Regions from separate parts of the Danio rerio genome. Here region 1 is linked to region 2. A link is a contact called in public HiChIP or PLAC-seq data. All regions are on one chromosome and are shown on one strand. Each heading gives the region's core, a stretch centred on a gene start, on an enhancer-like site or on the middle of the called end of the contact. The rest is flanking DNA. Distances are from core to core; before and after follow the strand shown. Region 1 overlaps opa1 (OPA1 mitochondrial dynamin like GTPase). Region 2 holds the start of her6 (hairy-related 6).

Region 1 (4,021 bases), core at 1,464-3,963, 210 kb before region 2:
TCAGGAGCAAAGCTGAAAAATCCTGTTTCCATTATTCATATTATTCTCTAAGAAATATGGTTATTTTTCTTACCGTCATAAGACGATATTGGAAAAATGAAACTTTGAGATATTTTATTTTTCTTTGATAATCAATAACTATAAATACACTTTGCCAAGATGGTGTATTTGACACTTTTTTTGGGCATCTAACTGTTTTCAGGTACAGAAATTGAAAAATCACAATGCCCAAAAATGCTTTTCTTACTTTGCTTTGTCCAAATATCTAAAAATTCTTAGTTTTTTCCCTAAAACAAACAACTTTATCTGCCAATAGTGTACATAATATAATCTTATGTTTGCTTTGAAATGTAGATTTTGGTACTTGAAACGCCAAAAATTCTAAATAAATAAATAAAAACATTTCAAATAAATAGTTAAATACAATTAATCTTTGTTGCAACTCCAAACATCATAATTTATTGTGTCCAAATGCTTTGAACTCTCTTAAAAACACATTATAAACTTTTACTCTATCCGCTTGTTAAGTGGTGACGTGTTGGTGACGTATGTAATACTGTTTCTGGGTCCAAGCAGTCACTCATTTGAGTTGAGAAATCATTCGTTTATCATCACTTTTTATTCATATCACACATTAAAATTAATTTAAGATGAAGTCATAGTGTACACAACAATCTCTGGGCTTGCTGCATCACAAATACCAAAATTTTAACAATTTATAAAAAAATGAATCACTTTCTGGCCATTGGATATTAGGCATGGACATATATATTGCGATTGTGATTTTCGAAAGTATTAAATTGCTTTAAAAACGTGTATTATTACCATTTCATGAGTCTCCCCATTCAGTTGAACAGAGCGCTTGGACCCGGAAGCCGCTTTGCATGACGTCACACTTAACAAGCAGATAATGGTTAAACATATTAGTGACTCTACAAATCACCTGTTCTGTAGCTTAACTATAATTCTGACTCGATGTTGCATATCCTGTGATGTTACTTTTGTGGTTGCACACTTTGCGATATCGATGCTTTAACAATATATTGTGCAGCCCTACTTCACAGCACAGGTGTTGAAATTAGAGTAAGTGTTTCTGACCGCTGTTTTGATTTATTTCTGTCTAATGCAAAACACGCAGTATGGTTGCATATAGTGCTGTTTTTCCACCAGAGAAATGTGATGTTAATGCAACTTCTGCTTGGATTGTGCTGTGGATTGGATTGCGCTGCCGTCATGTTATATGGGAGCAAAAGTGGCTGCGAGTTTAAAGTATAAAGCACAGAAATATAGTGTATCATATGTGTGTGCATGTGATATGTACTGTTGAAGTCTAAATTATTAGCCAACCCCCCCCCCGTTTGTTTTTTTTCCCCAATTTCTGTTTAGCGGAGAGAAAATTTTTTTCAACACATTTCTCAACATAAATGTTTTAATAACTCATTTCTAATAACTGATTACTTTTATCTTTGCCATGATATTTTCTATACAACTTCTATACAGCTTAAACTGACATTTAAAGGCTTAACTAGGTTAACTAGGCAGGTTAGGGTAATTAGACAAGTTATTGTATTACAATGGTTTGTTTTGTAGACTATCAGGAAAAAGATACAACTTAAAAGTGCTAATAATTTTGACCTTGAAATGGTTTTAAAAAAAATTAAAAACTGCTTATATTCTAGTCAAAATGTAACAAATAAAACGTTCTCTAGAAGAAAAAATATTATCAGACATACTATGAAAATTATCATACTATGATATGACATCATTTGGAAAAAAAAAAAATTCAAAGGGGGGCTAATAATTCTGAATTCAACTGTATGTGCATGTATTATTTCATAATACAAATCTAAATACATTTAACTGCAATCATAATGTTAAAAACTATAGAAGCATCACCACTGTTTGTAAAAAATTCATAAATCCCAAATAACTAAGAAATGAATACGAGTTGTGTAATTATTGTCATGGCTTTTCAGTCAAAATGGTTGAAAACTACTGCGTTAGTGCTATAGCACAAAATGAATAGTGAGTGATATGTATGTGTGTATGATATGCTTACGTGTATATTATTTTCATAATTCAAATATAAATAAATTTTACTCAAATCACAAATTTAAAAACTATGGAAACATCACCATAGTTAGTAAAACGTCCATAAGTTTCAAATAACTCAAAACATATCTGAGTTCTGTAGTTATTGTCTGGACTGTACAACCATAATAGTTAAAAACTACTGCGTTAGTGCTAAAATCTAGTGTTTGTAAACATTGAAATAATAAAGGAACATAGGAACATTGTCTTGCTTTTTGTTTTACCATTTCTATTTTTAGTCCTTAATAAGATGCTGATTTTCAAGGGCATTTTGAGAAGCGTTGTCCACATCAGCTCTCATGAGACCCAGTAAATAAACCCTAATAGAATCCAAACCAAACAGCTCGACAGCCACTTAACTCTGAAACCCAGAGCCTGTTCCCCAGTCCTGCGCGCGCTGATTTTCGTCACACCTCACCCCGGCATCAGACTTTCTGCTGCAGGCACGTTTTAGGCCTCCGCGCTGCCAATTAACAGGCCACCGCTGCTAACGCTCTGCCTGGAGATTTATTGCCTGACCCGGGACGCTCCTCAAACCTTTGTGTGGGCTATCGATCTCTACAGCTGCACTGGGGCCGGCCCGATAACCAGAGCAATTAGCGTCATCTCCATTGTGTGAGCGAGACGGCCGGCCCGAGTGTGTGCTGGGGACATGAGGCCCCTTGGGGACGTGGGGTTGCTGATACAGTGCACGCTTGGCTCCAGATGCATTGATCACGGCTGCGGCACAGTCTATCTGGTGGTTGGGTCTGTGTACAGAGGGAGATGGGAAGAAGCGTCTGAGGAATAGGGCTGTTGTCATTGGAAAGTTTGTTTTGGTCAAAAGTTTGCTTTATTGTTTTTGGAGACTAAGTGAACTTAATTAATTGGTTTATTCAAGTATTCGTTGTTTAACATTCATCTGTTCTGGGATGCGTTTCCCAAACAACAGCGTAAATCGTGGCTGATCTACAATAGTAAGATGCATCATTTGGGAAAAGATTGATGTTGTGACGAGTGTTTCCCAAAACTGTAATTGCTCTATTGCAGATCCGTTGTTCGAGTCACGTTAGTTGGCTAACGATGGTTTTCAGAAACGGACCCCTGATCACTGTTGGGGAAAGTTACTTTTGAAAGAAAAAATTACTATATTAAGTTACTCTAAAAAAAAAAAAATGTTGTGTTACTAAGTTTCTTTTAGGAGATCTTTTGGGATTTTTTCCTTTTTTTAATAGCAGCTCTGCAATTAACAACACACATTTACCTTTAAAAAACATTTTAAAAATTATAAATTAGGTTAACGTTAGATTCTGTGAACTTTCTGATTCCAGAGCTATACATGCGGTATATACAGTTTATTGAAAGTTTAAAGCAAAGTGTTTGCTACTTTTTGTTTTAAACATTTGAAAGGAATAGGTTATAGGGGAATAACTGCAAATAGAACACAACCTGGAACTATGCTTCTAACTACAGCTCTAGAGGTTTAGTTCAAATGCACAAGTAGCGACGCAGTTTGCGAATGTTTAGAATGATGGATTCGGGAAACACAAAATTAATTAATTGTTTGTAACATCGGAACTTGCGACTTTAGTTGGCTAATGATAGTTTTCTGAAACACACCCCTGATCAGTGTTGGGGTGTTGGTTATTTTTTGAATTAATAAATTACGATATTGAGTTACTCTCCAAAAAAGTAACTATCTGCATTACTTATTTACATTTTATGGTAAGTAATGCAGTACTATTGAGTTACTTTTGCATTTTTTTCTTACCCGGCTTGAGACTTGATCTCTTTCAGAACTTTTAGGGTCTTTTCCTATGTATTTTAATGGGAGTTTTGCAGTTAACAACACACTGTTTGACTTTCATTTACCTTTAAAAAAAAGCACTTAAAAAATATAATTAAGGATAACGTTAGATTCTGACAACTTCCTGACTCCAGAGCAATACGT
Region 2 (3,710 bases), core at 437-2,936:
CCGCTTGCGCGCCACGTGTCGCGGGGTCTGCAGCAGCTGGAGACTCTCATCCTGCAAATGTGCATATCAGAGGGCTGGCAACCCACTCCACACACTCCAACCGCTGCCTTTCCTGTCAGTAGGTTACGCCAGACCGCTAACTGACAAGTATATATTTATAATAGCACATATACGTCAACATATACGAAAATCCATTTTTACTTTTAGCGCAGCATTCAAAAAGTGAACTTTGAGAATTCATTGCACACACAGACTAGGTACAGAGAGAAAAGCATGAATGAATATAGTGTTTGTTTGGTGGCTTTTCTTTGCGAACTCATCCGAGGATCATAAAATCATGACCTAAATTAGAGTCGCTTCTGTTTGACACAGTCAAGGACACTACCCGTGCAGTGCGCGCTTTCGGTCTGAAATATCTCCACACTGGCTCGCATTCCGATAAGCCCGATCGAGCTCTCAGTGGGCGTGGTTTTCCCAGGCTTTTAGAACAGCAGCTGCTATTTACCTTCCCTCTAATGTAAACCACCACCGCCACCCCTAGCCCGCCAGCCAAACCTCAACCACCGAGGTAATAAAACATCCTGGCACGTGCTCCACATTCACAATAGTGCTCGTGAGCCGACAGATGTCAAAATGCCAACAGCAGCGACGCGCTTAAAGAAATACGGCGCTGCCTTGTCGAATATACTTCTACACTGTAAAAACAAAGTTGAACACTCGAGAACTGAAAGTGTAAATTTAATTTAGACAAGTGGTGTGGAAGTTAAAGCCCGCAAGGATATGGTTAACAACAATTTCAACCACTTTTAAGTCGAGCGACAGAAATAATTGTGAGAAGATAAACAGATTCTACAGTGTGAAAATTTAAAAATACAAGAGTGAACTTTTCAACTGTGTTTCAGATTTATAGACCTCTTTTAAAAGCAAGTTTTATGACTTATCATTTGCCATATAACAACTAAGTGGCCAAAGTTTTGGAAGTGTTATTTTGTTTGCTGTTTATTTATTTAAAAAATAAAATAAAAAATAAATAAAACTGAAAATAAATTATATGTTAGAACGATTTATGAAGGATCCTATTACACAAAATTCATATTTGAATGACTATAAAATATTACATAGGCTATTAAAAACATAATAACATAGAAGATACCTATTTAAAAATTAAATAGCCTAATATTTGAAATACATGCAGCATTAAAAGTTGTAAAAAGTTTATAAAAAATACACTTTCCAAAACTTTTTAAAATTGTGTTATGAATTGTCACTTTAATTTGGACATGTCTCTAATGTTTTTAAATGTTAATTCCAATAATAAACAACTTGTCTCTCTCTTTGGTGAGTGTGACGCAGGCACATTTTAGTTTCCTTCTAAGTTTCACTGGATCTATATGTGTATTGAATTACAATTACAAAGTTTGCTGTTTCTGAGCGGAGACTGGCTCTTAAGTGTTAATATGTAAACTGAATGATTGAAGGCAGTCCCGGTTGTGCCCTAAACCCGGCCGCGCGCCATTGGCCACCCGCTCAAACGCTAAACAACCAATGGAGGGGCGCCGACCACGAGCCATCCTCCCCTCGGGCCGCGTGTCCCGCGCGCTGATTGGTAGAAAGTTACTGTGGGAAAGAAAGTTTGGGAAGTTTCACACGAGCCGTTCGCGTGCAGCCGGAGATATAAATAAGACCAACACGACGCTGAGGCAGGCAGTTGCTACGACCGCTGGCGAACGGTGAAATCAGAGACTGTGACATCATTGCCGCACCAGTTGAACTCGGGACACTTCGTGCGGATATCCATTCATAACTGGAACTGTATCAGCGTACTTGACAGCGTTTACTCCACTAGAAGCAGCTGTGCGGGAGGATTTCTTTTTATAAACAAGATCACGAAAGGATACTTCCCAGAGAAGATGCCTGCCGATATCATGGAAAAAAACTCCTCTTCTCCGGTCGCCGCGACTCCGGCGAGCATGAACACTACACCTGATAAACCCAAAACGGCTTCGGAACACAGAAAGGTTGGTATTGATATTAAGCTACGAACTATAGTGCTTCAAGAAGTGATTAGACAGATTGACTCATTTTGTTTTTATTTTGCATTTTAGTCTTCTAAACCCATTATGGAGAAAAGAAGAAGAGCGAGAATCAACGAAAGCTTGGGTCAGCTGAAAACGTTAATCTTGGATGCTCTGAAAAAAGATGTAAGTACCGAAAGTCCGACTGAGTCTTTCAGTTAGGCTATATCTGGCTGGAATATTAATGCATTTCTTTATATAGCCGCATATCTAAATCAGTCTCTTTCTTCACTCTCAGAGCTCCAGACACTCTAAACTTGAGAAAGCCGACATCCTGGAGATGACAGTGAAACATCTCAGAAACATGCAGCGCGCACAAATGACCGGTAAGTCGCCAGAGTTAAAACCTTTCAGAAAATGCACCTTGCATTCTCTTTATGTAACTAATGCAATAAAATAAAGACGTTTAAGGAGCTAAAATAATTTAAGTTGAACTTAATCTATTTTCTCGTTTACCCAACAGCTGCCCTAAACACAGATCCCACCGTTCTTGGGAAGTACCGAGCTGGATTCAGTGAATGCATGAACGAGGTTACCCGGTTCCTGTCCACATGTGAAGGGGTTAACACCGAGGTCAGGACTAGGCTGCTAGGTCACCTAGCCAGCTGCATGACACAGATCAACGCCATGAACTATCCAACACAGCACCAGATACCTGCCGGGCCTCCTCATCCATCCTTCAGTCAACCCATGGTTCAGATCCCCAGCGCGACTCAGCAAGCCAACGTTGTGCCTCTTAGCGGAGTCCCCTGCAAAAGCGGCTCATCCTCCAACTTGACTTCTGACGCAACTAAAGTATATGGGGGTTTCCAGCTTGTGCCGGCAACCGACGGACAGTTCGCCTTTTTGATTCCCAACGCTGCCTTTGCTCCAAACGGCCCTGTTATTCCAGTCTACGCAAACAATTCCAACACACCGGTTCCGGTGGCCGTTTCTCCGGGAGCACCGTCCGTCACGTCAGACTCCGTTTGGCGGCCTTGGTAGACTCCGAGGAGAAAAAAAAACTCTTAAAAGACTCTTAAAAAACAAATGACACTTGTTTTCTTTGTTCAGCGTTACTTTTTTTGTGCTTTTTGTATAAAGAGATTGTGTTGGTTTTATGAGATGATGCACTATATTTGTATAGATCAAAAGGCAGAGAAGTTCATATTGAAATAAGTTTTGTATTGTTGAATTCCGTTCAATGCATTTTTATATTTGCGGTATCTTTTCCACGTTGTGATGCCAAAGATATGTTGAATGCGCTTTCAAGTTTCTTCTTTTTGGAAGACAAATAAATGACATTTGAAATGAAAAGTTTTGCCTCAGTGTTTAGTTTTATTCTAGTGGTTCCACACTACAGCAACCCAATCACCCTAAAATAAGCAAATCTGGCTGTATAGCATAGAAATTTGAGCAAATTGCTTTGGTTTTCTCATCATTGTAAAGCAAAACTTAAGGGTAGACTGTAATATCACGCTTATTAAATATAATATACAAGGCTTACAGTCAGTAAGGATGTAAAATTCATTCGTCTCTGATACTTTAAGGCTTTTCCTATAACCATGTTTTCTGTGAAAAGTAACACATAGCATTCGACTTAAATTGCTACATTTGTTACATGCGCAAAAACCGATACAATTTGATACAAAATGT

The links. HiChIP or PLAC-seq counts read pairs in DNA pulled down with a chosen protein or histone mark.
Region 1: a contact with region 2 is called in an H3K4me3 HiChIP or PLAC-seq map of embryo, with 3 times the contacts expected there. The contact joins the enhancer-like site here to the promoter of her6 in region 2. A contact is called at or near these places in 5 of 18 Hi-C or Micro-C datasets (caudal fin, embryo and an unstated tissue) and 3 of 4 datasets of contacts at active chromatin or transcription factors (caudal fin, embryo and gastrula embryo).

Annotation. Positions count from the first base shown.
Region 1 is chr6:39,320,638-39,324,658 of GRCz12tu, reverse strand. All of the region lies in intron 17 of opa1 (OPA1 mitochondrial dynamin like GTPase), which reads left to right. Among named protein-coding and RNA genes, the nearest start is that of opa1, 30 kb to the left of the region's middle. Within about 2 kb of position 2,713, at least 11 of the 62 cell types and tissues checked have an H3K27ac peak or open chromatin away from gene starts, as enhancers often do.
Region 2 is chr6:39,108,461-39,112,170 of GRCz12tu, reverse strand. her6 (hairy-related 6) reads left to right here and starts at 1,686. Exons shown (of 4, transcript NM_131079.2): 1 at 1,686-2,018; 2 at 2,106-2,201; 3 at 2,314-2,401; 4 at 2,539-3,371. The coding sequence starts at 1,911. The coding sequence ends at 3,059. All of the region lies in intron 3 of LOC137490239 (a long non-coding RNA gene), which reads right to left.